2 separate regions of the Mus musculus genome follow, and region 1 is linked to region 2. A link is a contact called in public Micro-C data. All regions are on one chromosome and are shown on one strand. Each heading gives the region's core, a stretch centred on a gene start, on an enhancer-like site or on the middle of the called end of the contact. The rest is flanking DNA. Distances are from core to core; before and after follow the strand shown.

Region 1 (5,504 bases), core at 313-2,812, 150 kb after region 2:
GGATCACGGTGACTGTCACATGACAATCGAAACCAGCATGTGCTAACACCTTCGGTTGAAACCCAGTAATCCATTCAAGGAACCCCAGCTATCTGCTCAGCCATACCGCCTTCCCCTCCATTCATCCTCCATTAACATGTCAGAAACTGAAGCTGCTTAAATTTAAGGGTGAGGTCTTACATCTCATGATCCCTAGAAATGTACTTCCAAGTTATCTGAAGTCCAAGATACCCTATGTATGACCTCCTTCCCTTAACAACCTGCCCCCAACACACACACACACACGCACGCACGCACGCACGCACGCACGCACACGCATGCAACCTCAGGCCCAAACGGCTAATTTCTTACCTCTCTGTACCCTCGTTTAGGAGGTCATGGGATAGGTTCTGAGTCCCTCACATCACCAGGTACAGAGCCCTTCAGAGTGTCGGCAAAGTCTGACATAGCTTAGTCCCAAACAGTGGTTCTTATTAGAGGTGAGTGAAACGGGACACTGGATGGCCATATTGTTTGCAATCCCTGGGAATCCATTACCTCTCCAAGGCTCTGTCTCTCCTGCTTGTCCTCATAGCCTGATGTGTAGAAAGGCTCATAGGTAATGAGATCTGGACGCTCGATGTCATAGATCGCCTTGACCTTGGGGATGGCTGCTAAATCCTTGTAATCCAGGATTTCATTGTCTACTTTTGCCTGGCAGAGTTAAACAGCGAGAAAAGTTAATCCTCTATTTCAGTTTGTCGAGAAATTATCCTCAGTGCCATTTACGGCCTTGCTTAAAATGGGATTCTTAAACCAAGCCAAACGCCTTGCTGCGTGATGTCACATCCTTTAGGAAGGATCAATGCCCCTATTAATCAACGCGTCTATTAATCACGCTTAAAAATAAAATATCATCAATGGCTTAGAATGGGCGTGTATAGAATTTAGTGAATAAAGAAATATTTCAACCTTCAGAATAGTTTCTCAACACAGAGAAAAAACTCAAAGAGATGGTCAATAAATCTTTTCAGATAGCTAAATATAAGTACTGTATATTGAATAAACTAAATATGTAAATATCTTTGTGGCAGAATTTAATAACATCAGCAGCAGCATTATAAAATGGGCAGTTAATCCCCCAAATATCTGCACACATGTTAGGTGCAACAAGCTTTTAAGCTCTATCTATACCATGTGACTGCACCTTTGGGATCTTCTAACAGGATCCCAGGGGATCAGCTTCCTTTCTTGGCTTCTCCATCCGATGGTTCTAATCCCAGACCCACCTGCTCCCCCAAGTGTCCCTTCTGGAAGTGATACTTACATAGATAGTATGGCCTGGTGAACCAGGGATGCTGGAGCCTGGTCTAGAATAGATACTTTCAGAGGAGGTCCTGGTGGGCTGCAAAATAAACAGCGAGTGGCCTGTCAGACTTCTGAACAGCCCAGGCACCCAAGCCTCATGGAAAACTCAACCAGCTAAGAAAGGAGAGACCCGTGAGCATGGCGTAGGACAGGAGGTATACCCTTGAAGGAAAGGGCCTGAAATGTCCAGGTGGCTTTCATGGCCCTTTCACTTCCTTGTCGCTTACAGAACCTTGGGCTTGAAACTAGAGCATATCTTGAAGCTGTGCGTTTCAGTCCAGCTCCATGTCAGCCCAGTGTCCCAGCTCCAGTCACCAGCTCTAGTCTTCAGAACCACAGCAGAGCACACCCTGGGCTTTCCTTGCCTCTCACGGGCTTCCTGCTCACCTCTGCCCTCCTTCTGTCCTCTTGGCACCATGGGGATTATTTCAAGAGAGAAACCTTTGTGGAACCTGGTTCCTTGTCACAGTGCTGATTTTGCCTCGGTGGCCAATTTAGTGTGAAATCACAGCTGCTGGGGCCTCAGTATCAGGTCCCAGTCTCCTTCTTCCTTGTCATTTATCACCTGCCCTCTCAAGAGCAGGCCTTGTGTCCCTGCCTCCAGCCTTTTATCCTGGCTGATTCACAGCCTGACTCGCTCTTTCCACCAACTTTCCTTGGTTGGTTCCTTTTCTTCCTCCAACCTTGAACTCACCCCCTCAGAGGCCTCCCACTTCTTCCTCAGCCCACAGACCATTCCCCTTGCTGTTGTCTCTCATCGTCAACCCTAATTTTTCCTTCGTGAATTAACTCCTAATGAGAAGTTGGTTGATTTCCTCACATTGCCCTGGATCCCCCTTTATTAGAGAAACAGTGCGCAGAGATATAAATACTTGGAAGAAGAAACAAGCTATCCTTTAATGGTAAGTGTATACTCAGGTTTATTACATGGGTTGAGTGTAATCAGAGTCCCTGTGGTGGGTGTATGTGTGTGTGTGTGTGGCGGGGGTGATGAGCCTCTGGAAAGATGGAAGAGGCTGGGTATGGGGCAGGAAGAGGAGGTACAAAGCAGGATCAATGGCTTTTTATCTCTGGTTGGCATGTTCTGGAACATTCTATAAAGAAAGCAAAGCCCTCATGAAAGTCTTCCTCTTGTCTATGTACTACTTCCTGGGGAGTAACACCTATAAAGCTAAACTAGGAACAGGCCCCTTTCCTCTCTGATACAGTCGACTTCAGTTCAGTGCCTCGAATAGGACAGAAAGAGCCCACAAGAACTTGGACTCAGGGCACTGAGTAGCTCATGTCTGAAGCAGGGACCACAAAGACAACCGGGCCAGCTCAGGGCAGCAGTGGTTGGACTCACTATGAAAGGCAGGGCCTGCCAGAGGCTGTAAGCTGCTAGTCTCTGGTTGTCTGGGACTTCTGAAATAGCTGAGTAGAGGTGGCAGGAGAAATCACAGCACAGCCAGGAGGAGGTATGTCTGACTGGACAAGCTGAGTTTTCTCCCCAACACCTGGTATGAACCCGTGCATTCCTCTAATTGTGACTAGACTGACAGGTCACCAGGAACAATGAATTTCACTGAGAAATATCCTGAATTTCCTAACATTGCCCAAATATGTCTGGTTTCAAGTTCCATTTCCTAGCCCAAATACAGACATGGCACAAGCAAAATACGGGCTCCTAAAAAAAAAAAAAAGATGTTGCCCCTCATAAGGGTCGAACAAAGCAACACACACATGAATGTGTACGTGTGTGTGTGTGTATGGCGCTAATGCACATGCAAATGTGTTTTTAGGATGTATGTGTGTATGTGTGTATGTGTGTATGTGTGTGTGTGAGCATGTATGTGTGAAGGGATAATACACATGCAAATGTGTTTGCATGTGTGTATATGTGTGTGTATGTATGTGTGTGACACATGTATGTGTTCATATGAAGGCCAGAGGACAACCTCAGGCATCATCTACAGGAATGTTGTCAGCCTCCTTTGAGATGGGGTCTCTTCATTGGTCGGGAGGTCACATGACTTCCCATCCTTACCTCCTTTACACTGGACAAAATACAGCTACACGTAACATATGGAGGTTAAAGTCTGCTTCTGGAATCAAGTCGCTCTTTTAAATCCTGGCGACACAAGTCTTTCTTTTTTAAAAACTTTGCTCTTCAACTTTTCAACTTGGGTGACCTAGGAAGGCAGAACTCCGGACAATTACGTCTCCAGGGCTGAGTGAGAGCGGAGGCAGACAGCTCCAGGCGCTTGGCCAGGCATATGTAGGTGGTCAATATTTCCCAGACGTTGCGCCTGGTCTCTGATCCTAAGGGGCGGAGTTACCTGTGTTCCATACCTACTGAGAATATTCTCTTCACGTGTGAGATGCATAGACAGGGCTATCTGGCACTGGCTGCAGCTACAGAACTTAAAAAGTCAAATGTGTCCCGGCTTGTCGGAAGACCTGTCACAGTTATGGGTGCTTTCCTGCCTGCAGCTGTCAGTGCCCTCTTCCTTGAGGACCCTGTGGAGGGACTCCGATCCCTTCATACACAGTGACTTTTACCCGTGGCTCATCCCTAGCATTTAACACCATGTGCTGTCTGCCAAATGGTTCTGGGTTTGCTGTCCCATGGACTCTGCTCAAGGCTTGAAGGACACTGTTTTTTGCCATTGTAGACTGGTTCACCTCATGGCAATTATTTTCCTTTATGATGGTAAAATTATTTTTTAAAGCTGAACAATCATCTTTGGAGGTTTTATCCTAAATGTTAAGAACTTATTTTATCATTTTATTTGATTGTATTGAATCTTATTGGTCCTGGAATTGAAGTAACAGCTCGTGCACACTAGGCAAGTGCTCTGCTTCCAAACCCTCGCCTATCTTATATTTTGAGAAGGAGCCTAAGTTGCCCAGGCTGGCCTTGCATGTATAATTCTTGAAGAGACTCTAGCCAGCTCACAAACATGGCTCTGGCAAGCCTTGCCCTCTGCCTTGCTAAAAATCACCAGATTACATTCCTAAAGTGATCCACCACAGTCTATACTCCCTTATTTAGCCACTTCCTCCGTTTGAGGCTGACCAGGGAGGTTCAGCTATCAAAGTATTGAAGCCCAGCAAAAGCTCCCTTAGGCTGCCCTAATTAACACACTCTATTAAAATTAAACAGTCCATCCTAATGTGGGGCTTCCTGGTTATCTTTTATAAATTGCCATTTGCCTATGGGCCATGTCAGTTTCCTCTCTATCCAGAGGCAGACATTTGTCCTCCAGGATAAATATCCCTGCCCCCTCTCCTATTCTTCTACCTCCTGTCTTTGTCTTTTATTCCCTGCATCTTTGTCCCTCTGGGTCAAATAAATCTCCTCTGTGCTGAGAACTCGGTCTTGGGGACCCCGAGCTGATACTTTTCCTCTCAAAAATCCTGCCTCAGCCTCCAGAAATTGACATTCAATTAGAAACATCTAGTATTTGTTATAAATCATCATCTTATTATTAAAACAAACACCACAAAAAATATATATATAAACCAAAAACCAAACCAAAGCCATCCTATTTTTCCAGCTATGTTTTTTCCCCCCTAATGGCTACAAGGTTCGGCACTGTGACCAAGACGGTGCCTGACAGGCCCAGTTCTCCAGTATGTAGCACACTACCACCCGAATCAAAACTCACTTCAACCTGGAAGCCCTCATTTCCTGAGCGCTGTCTCTTCAAAAGCCCTTATTATTACCTCCAGTGTCCCTCACTGGATGGTGTCTAAATCCTAGAGGTGACCCACATTGTGCATGTTTAGCCTACATTACTCACTTCAACTCAGATGCCCGTGTCCCCTGGCAACCTGGCATGAACTGGATTCATTAACTCACTGGTCAGCAGTTTTTGTTACTAGTTTGCCTTCCAAGTGTTTAGATGGGGAAAGAAAAACCACTCTCTTGTCTATATTATACATATATAATATACATGGAGGTGACTTCAAATTCTAGCCCAAAGACCGCCCACCTCCCTCCTCTACTCAGAAAAGGAAACTGCTAGATGTAGCAGCTGCTGAAAGAAAACACATTTGTTTCACTTCCTTTAAACACTTTGTATCCACCCAGCACAAACCCAACAGCTTACAAGCGGAGTCAGAAAGACAAAGCTGACTTTTCTTAGGCTACAACTCAGGTGGGGTGGGTAGGA
Region 2 (5,709 bases), core at 530-3,029:
AGTCGTAGGTGAGCTCTTCCGGGTCAGTCTTGGAGCCCGACTCTGAGAGCAGGAGGCCTAGCCAGTGGCCCATCTCCTCTGAAGACTTGGCCTAGGAGAAGGACATGCAGAGTCTCGAATAAGGAAGGCATGCTATCCTGGCCAATCCCTCCCTCTAGGCCAGGATAGCTCACTCCGGTCCCTGCCATCAAGTATGAGACCTGTTCAGGGCACCCTCAGTTTTACCAGCACATTGTGTCCCCGAGCGAACCTAAATAGCATTTTCTGGCAGTGGCACCTCCTTTTTGTCACCATAGTGACACCTCAGTGACACTCCAGACATCGGTGGGGAGCATCACATGAGACTGTAGACGTGAGTTTCTAGAAGCTAATAGTTACATTCTCAAGGTTTAAAAAAAAAAAAGATTATCAAGAGCTATCGATCAGGAGGTGCTAAAACTGTTGGTTACTGAATAACTGTATACATTGTAGGTAGACTCTTCCATAGACAGTAATTGTCCCTTTTATCATCTTAACCCATGCATGGGAGAGTGCTGAGACACTTCCATGTTCAGGTTTTATTTTATGACACCAATAAAGTTGAAGAATCTGAAAGACCTGATACAAGAGCAAGAAATCCTGATTTACTGAGTCCCAGCAAATCTGGTGTTTCCTTTTGGGGGGGAGGGGTGCATCCCAATCAACTGTAGGCACTGAACGTTTCTATTCAAATGTCAATATTATGTCTTGCCTTTGTGACAAGAAAATAGAATTGTATAAAAGCCATAGGCTTATTTTTATGAGCAAAACTAGCTACCTCTCTGGTCCCAGGCCGCTCAGTCCTACCATCCTTCTGGAGATACAGCTACAAACCAAACTCAACTTTCTGTTGGTGCCGCACTCGTCCTCAGTTTCTTATTGACTGGATTTGGAAATACCTAGGAGACACACCTCTGGGCAGGTTTGGTGTTTGGTTTGTTTGTTTTTTCAAGACAGAGTTCCTCTGTGTAGCCCTGGCTGTCCTGGAACTTACTCTGTAGACCAGGCTGGCCTCAAACTAATAGAGATCCTCCTGTCTCTACCTCCCAAGTGCCAGGATTAAAGGTGTACACCACCACTGCCCAGCCCCTGGGCATGTTCATGAGGATGTTTCCATATAGATTTATATGAAGAGAGGAAAAGCCCCTGGAACCATCCTGACAGACCCCGGGCCTGCGCTGAATGAGAAAGAGCACCAAGCTGAGGCCAGTATGCACCTGTTTTCTGACTGCAGATACAAGGTGTTACCATCATCCTCTGTCGGAGGATGGGCTGTAACTGTTACCATGCCTTCCTCTGTCGGATGATGGGCTGTGTGTATTTCTTAAAGCCAAGGGCCAAGCCAGTTTCTCCTCTGAGTTGTTTTCTGTCAGGCACTTATTCACAGCCACAGGAAAAAGAATACAGATTTCCTTTCTCCTTTGATTTCCAATTGGATTTCTCAGTACTGCTTTTTAGAGACCTCTTCCAGGCCACCGCTCCTACACTGGGCAAGTGCAGCAGCTTCCTGGTGGTCTAGGTCACCTTCACCGTGCCCTAGTCCTTCCCTGAAACTGTAACTAAACAACTAATTGTGTCACCAGATGTCATCACACTGCCAAAATAGAAAATAAGTTCTGTGAAGACAGACACAAGTTCTCTCCCTCATCCAAGGAGTTGGCTAATGCGAAATGAGTGGATGGACCTGTCTGTGTGAGGCCATTGTTGGTGTGGACGGTTTAGTCACTAGGGGGCAGCATTGGAGCGGACTTGGAAGGCCGGTGGCTAAAGTCCTAAGTGGACAGGAGTTAATGGGCAAGTGCTTGCTTGTGTGTAGGACCTCAGCCCCGCCTGTGGGGTTCCTAGCAAGCTTGTATTATGTCATCTCTTGTTTTTGTAACTTTAACAGTGCATGAAACCAAAAGGCAGGGAGAGGCCGAAATGTAATTGTATCGCAGAGCAAGTCCTGATCTCAGATAAATTCCAGCAGCCCTCATTTCTGTGAACCGGGCCTCTGGGTTCTTGTGGCTGGTAACATACACAGTAAATAGCACGCCTTTTGAGTTTCAGACTCTGCTCTGGCACCATGGGGGCTAAAAGTACTCCCGGAGTGCCCTGTACAGAAAGAAGCCTGTGGTCCCACCCCTGTGACAAAGCCACCCATCCTGAGGTCTGAACAAGAATGGACATTTTTTTTAAAAGCATAAACAGCTGTAGATAATGGAGATAAAAGCCACTGGTCCTCTCTTAGTGGGATCGTGGTCCTCAGTACTTCAGTTGACAGCCAAGAGACCGCCCGCCCTTGGCTGTCCGTCCTTCCTGCCTGCCCCACAGTCAGTGTACCTCAAGCTTGGCTAGCTCCTCGCCGTTGTGGAGAATACGGAAGGAATACAGGTGGTCGGGGCTAGGATCTGGAAGCACGTCACAGCCCACCAGGCTGAGGGGCTGCTGGGCCACCTTGCTCCGGTTCCGGTCCTGGTAGAAGTGCAGGTGGCTGTCTCTAACGAAGCACCAGCGTGACTTCCATTGACTGTTCACCAGCACATTCAGGTAGCCTGCAGAAGGACATGCAGACAGGAGGAGGAGGAGGTCACAGGAGACATGCATCCGCAGAGAACAACTCTTCTAACGGGACATTCTTCAGCAGGGATGTGGCTACAGGGGGACCTAGAAGACCACAGGGTCTAGGGGTGGCACTACCACTGGGTCTCTTTGGGTGTCACCCATTTCGGAACCTGTCATATGTCATCGCAGAGATGACATCTGTCAATCTCAGAGTATATTATTTTCTTCCTGGCACTCCAGGGCAGGGCAGTATAGCTATCCCAGTTCTTGGCAAAAGTATGGCTGGAGGAAAGTGGGCTTTGTCCTCTATTAGCCTGGGACTGGTGAGTATTTGTACAGCATACGGGTCCTCTACCAGACCTCACCTCCAGGCCTCTCGGTTCCAGCAGGCAACCCCCTACGTCTGGTCTCAAGTCAAATCTCCTGGCTCTAGAGTCAAACCTGCTGCCTCAAGTTTTCTTACTTCCCTGATACGTGGTCCAGACATTACCCACAACACCCAACCCTCCTCTTTCCTCCTGAGCAGGTGCGTCTATGTCTTCTCTAGCCCTGACTCAGTTTACCTGCTGTTAGAACATGTAGGGCCTACTGCAGCAAAGCTCTGCTTCAGTGCCAACCTCCTCTGCTGGACACATGCCTTTCCAGGACCTAGGACTGGAGCTTTTAGCCTTTTGACTGGGGACCCCATTTCCCCCCTGTAGCACCCAGAAGCTATAGCACCAGGGTATACCCAGGATACATCCTTTCTCATTCACGGATTGTTCAGCTTCTCCACGTTTATTGAACTGCTGCCATATACCAATGGAGCCTTGTCCCCAGGCAACAAAGATGAGCAAAACCTGGCCTCTAGGCTTCCTGCACACCTAGAGGAGATGCGTAATGGGCTGTCTCCTCTCTGAGCCTAACCTTCTCAAATACACAGGCTTATGAAGTAGAGCTGCTCAGTTCTAAGTGATTGGCAGCATCTCTGAGTCCTCGACAGCTAAGCAGGCAGTGAAGCAGATTAGACAGCCCCATACAGAGCTGGTCTCCTGATAGACAGTGGGGCTCACATACATTTCTACACCACATTGAAAAGACATCAAAGCTGAGGATCCAGAGAGCAGAAGCTAAAGTCCAAACAGATGCTCCTGTGCCTATCACAGCCCCAGAGACGTTTAGATCAGGTGAAGTGAGAGCTAAGTCCCTGGGTGTCTGTTCTCACTGTCACAGCCTCCGGGAAGGAGGCTATGCATGAAGATAAAACAGTTCCATGAGCAATCCAGTCACATCCCAGTGTGCACTAGGACCAGTCTCCCAGGCTGTACACTCTGCTTCCTGAGGCGGCAGTGACAGGCAGAAGTAGGCCACACCCTAGCCTGGGAAGCAGAAGGCTCCAAAGAAAAGCCTTGTCTTCTACCCTGCCTTCCTCAAGCAACAGGAGAACCAGGGGCTCAGGAGAGAGCCCGGGAGTGGGGTCGAGAAAAAGGCCCAGAGGTGAGCAAGGTGGAGGTGGGGGTGGCTTCCAGGCCCAGAGAGGATTGCAGCCCAAGGTCCAACCTTGGAATTAAGAGGTTCCATACCAGGATATTTTCTAGGCCTGGCCTGTCTCCCTCCTGACCTCAGTTCCTTCAAGTATGAGTGAGAGGAGGGATGACCAGTGAGAATCTACCCGCACCTACACCTGCCCTCAGAACCTGCTGCCCAGGCTTCCCACCGCCCCCTACCCGGTCTCACCTGTCCCTGTCTCAGAGGTTTTTCCTCCAGCTCTAACACATGTACTTACTCAGTTCCCATCTACCCTCCAAGGTCAAGGCCATAAAGCCACCTCTGATCATGGGATAAGAAAGGTTCTCCATGCCCAGATCCTAATAGCCATGAGGACAGTCAATCCTGTTTGTGCAGGTGCAGGACTGTGCCTTCCACCCACCTGTTCCAGCACCGCCTGCCCCACGCCACGGTGCACTTAAGAGAACACTGATACAAGCCCCCCAGCACTCGGGAGGCAGAGGCAGGAGGATTTCTGAGTTCGCAGCCAGCCTGATCTACAAAGTGAGTTCCAGGACAGCCAGGGCTATACAGAGAAACCCTGTCTCGAAAAACCAAAAAAAAAAAAAAAAAAGAGAGAGAGAGAGAGAGAGAGAACACTGATACCAACAACCACTTATCCCTCGCTTCCTCCAAGGACCCAACACTGTAGCAGGACAGAACCTGGCAAAGCATAAAGAACAACCCACAGCAGGGACAAACCCAAACCCCAGTTCTGTGTGCTCTCCAGCCTCAGAATCCTCTGCCTTTGCTAGGGCTCGACACACAGGGAAGAATCCCAGGGTCCCGGTGATCGCTTCGGGACTTACTGGATGTCTCAAGGGATCTCTCCGGGGGCTCCAGCGAGGTAGATTTCTTCCTGCCCAGGTTCATAAGGTTGCTCAGCTTGAGGCCAGCAGAGCATTTCTTCTTGACTGTCAAGATGAGAGAGAAAGCTCTCAGTGTTGGACATAGTCTACCCACAGGCAGACTCACCCCCCACCTACACTCAAGTGCACACATGTGTACAGGTACACACATGTATACAGGTACACATGCACATATACATACATCTCCCCCCACATGAGGATTGGCGGGCCAAGTCAGCTATTCCCAAAGTCATACACTCAAGGGGATACACAGGCATCTCTGTAGGTAATACTGGGATATTCATAAATCATGTGGCCTCAAAGAGATTTGAGACAGGACTGGGAAAGAAGGGCTTGAAGGATGTTCTCTTCCCTAGCCTGTGGCAAACCTGAACCGAACTCTTTTTGTTCGCTTTAAAGTTATGTTAGAATCAGCTACCTGTCGTTCCCCTTCCCCACCTCCCGCCCCCCAATTAGGGTTGAGCCTGATAGCCATGGCTCACACCGTACAATAGTATTGCTCTCTCAATCATGAGGTAGAGGGCCATAGCCTGGTTACCATCTTTGGTCTCTGGGATCTCAGGGTGGCCGTTGATGGTGATCCCGTACTCCGCTGCTGACAGGTACTTCTCAGCTATGTCTGGCTGTGGACAACAAAGAAACGGACGGGTATCACCTTCCGGGAATGGTTCCCTGGAGCACTAAAATTTCAAGGCAAACAGGTGGCTCTCGTGAGCATATCAGAGACACCCAACCAAACCTCTACCAGGCA

Evidence for each region. Hi-C and Micro-C count contacts between places; a contact is called where the count stands out from the background.
Region 1: a contact with region 2 is called in a Micro-C map of trophoblast stem cells, with 4 times the contacts expected there. The contact joins two enhancer-like sites. A contact is called at or near these places in 1 of 15 datasets of contacts at CTCF or cohesin (the NIH/3T3 cell line), 5 of 484 Hi-C or Micro-C datasets (the 3T3-L1 cell line, the F1.1 cell line, embryonic stem cells and 2 more) and 2 of 9 other capture datasets (embryonic stem cells and pancreatic islet).

Annotation. Positions count from the first base shown.
Region 1 is chr19:57,067,554-57,073,057 of GRCm38.p6, forward strand. It overlaps Ablim1 (actin-binding LIM protein 1), which reads right to left. Exons shown (of 26, transcript NM_178688.4): 11 at 1,307-1,384; 12 at 538-693. Among named protein-coding and RNA genes, the nearest start is that of Afap1l2, 62 kb to the left of the region's middle. Within about 2 kb of position 1,563, at least 11 of the 459 cell types and tissues checked have an H3K27ac peak or open chromatin away from gene starts, as enhancers often do. A contact at or near this core is called in trophoblast stem cells, where this site is marked.
Region 2 is chr19:56,918,037-56,923,745 of GRCm38.p6, forward strand. It overlaps Afap1l2 (actin filament associated protein 1-like 2), which reads right to left. Exons shown (of 19, transcript NM_001177797.1): 9 at 5,497-5,581; 10 at 4,899-5,003; 11 at 2,341-2,552; 12 at 1-91. Among named protein-coding and RNA genes, the nearest start is that of Vwa2, 46 kb to the left of the region's middle. Within about 2 kb of position 1,780, at least 19 of the 459 cell types and tissues checked have an H3K27ac peak or open chromatin away from gene starts, as enhancers often do. A contact at or near this core is called in trophoblast stem cells, where this site is marked.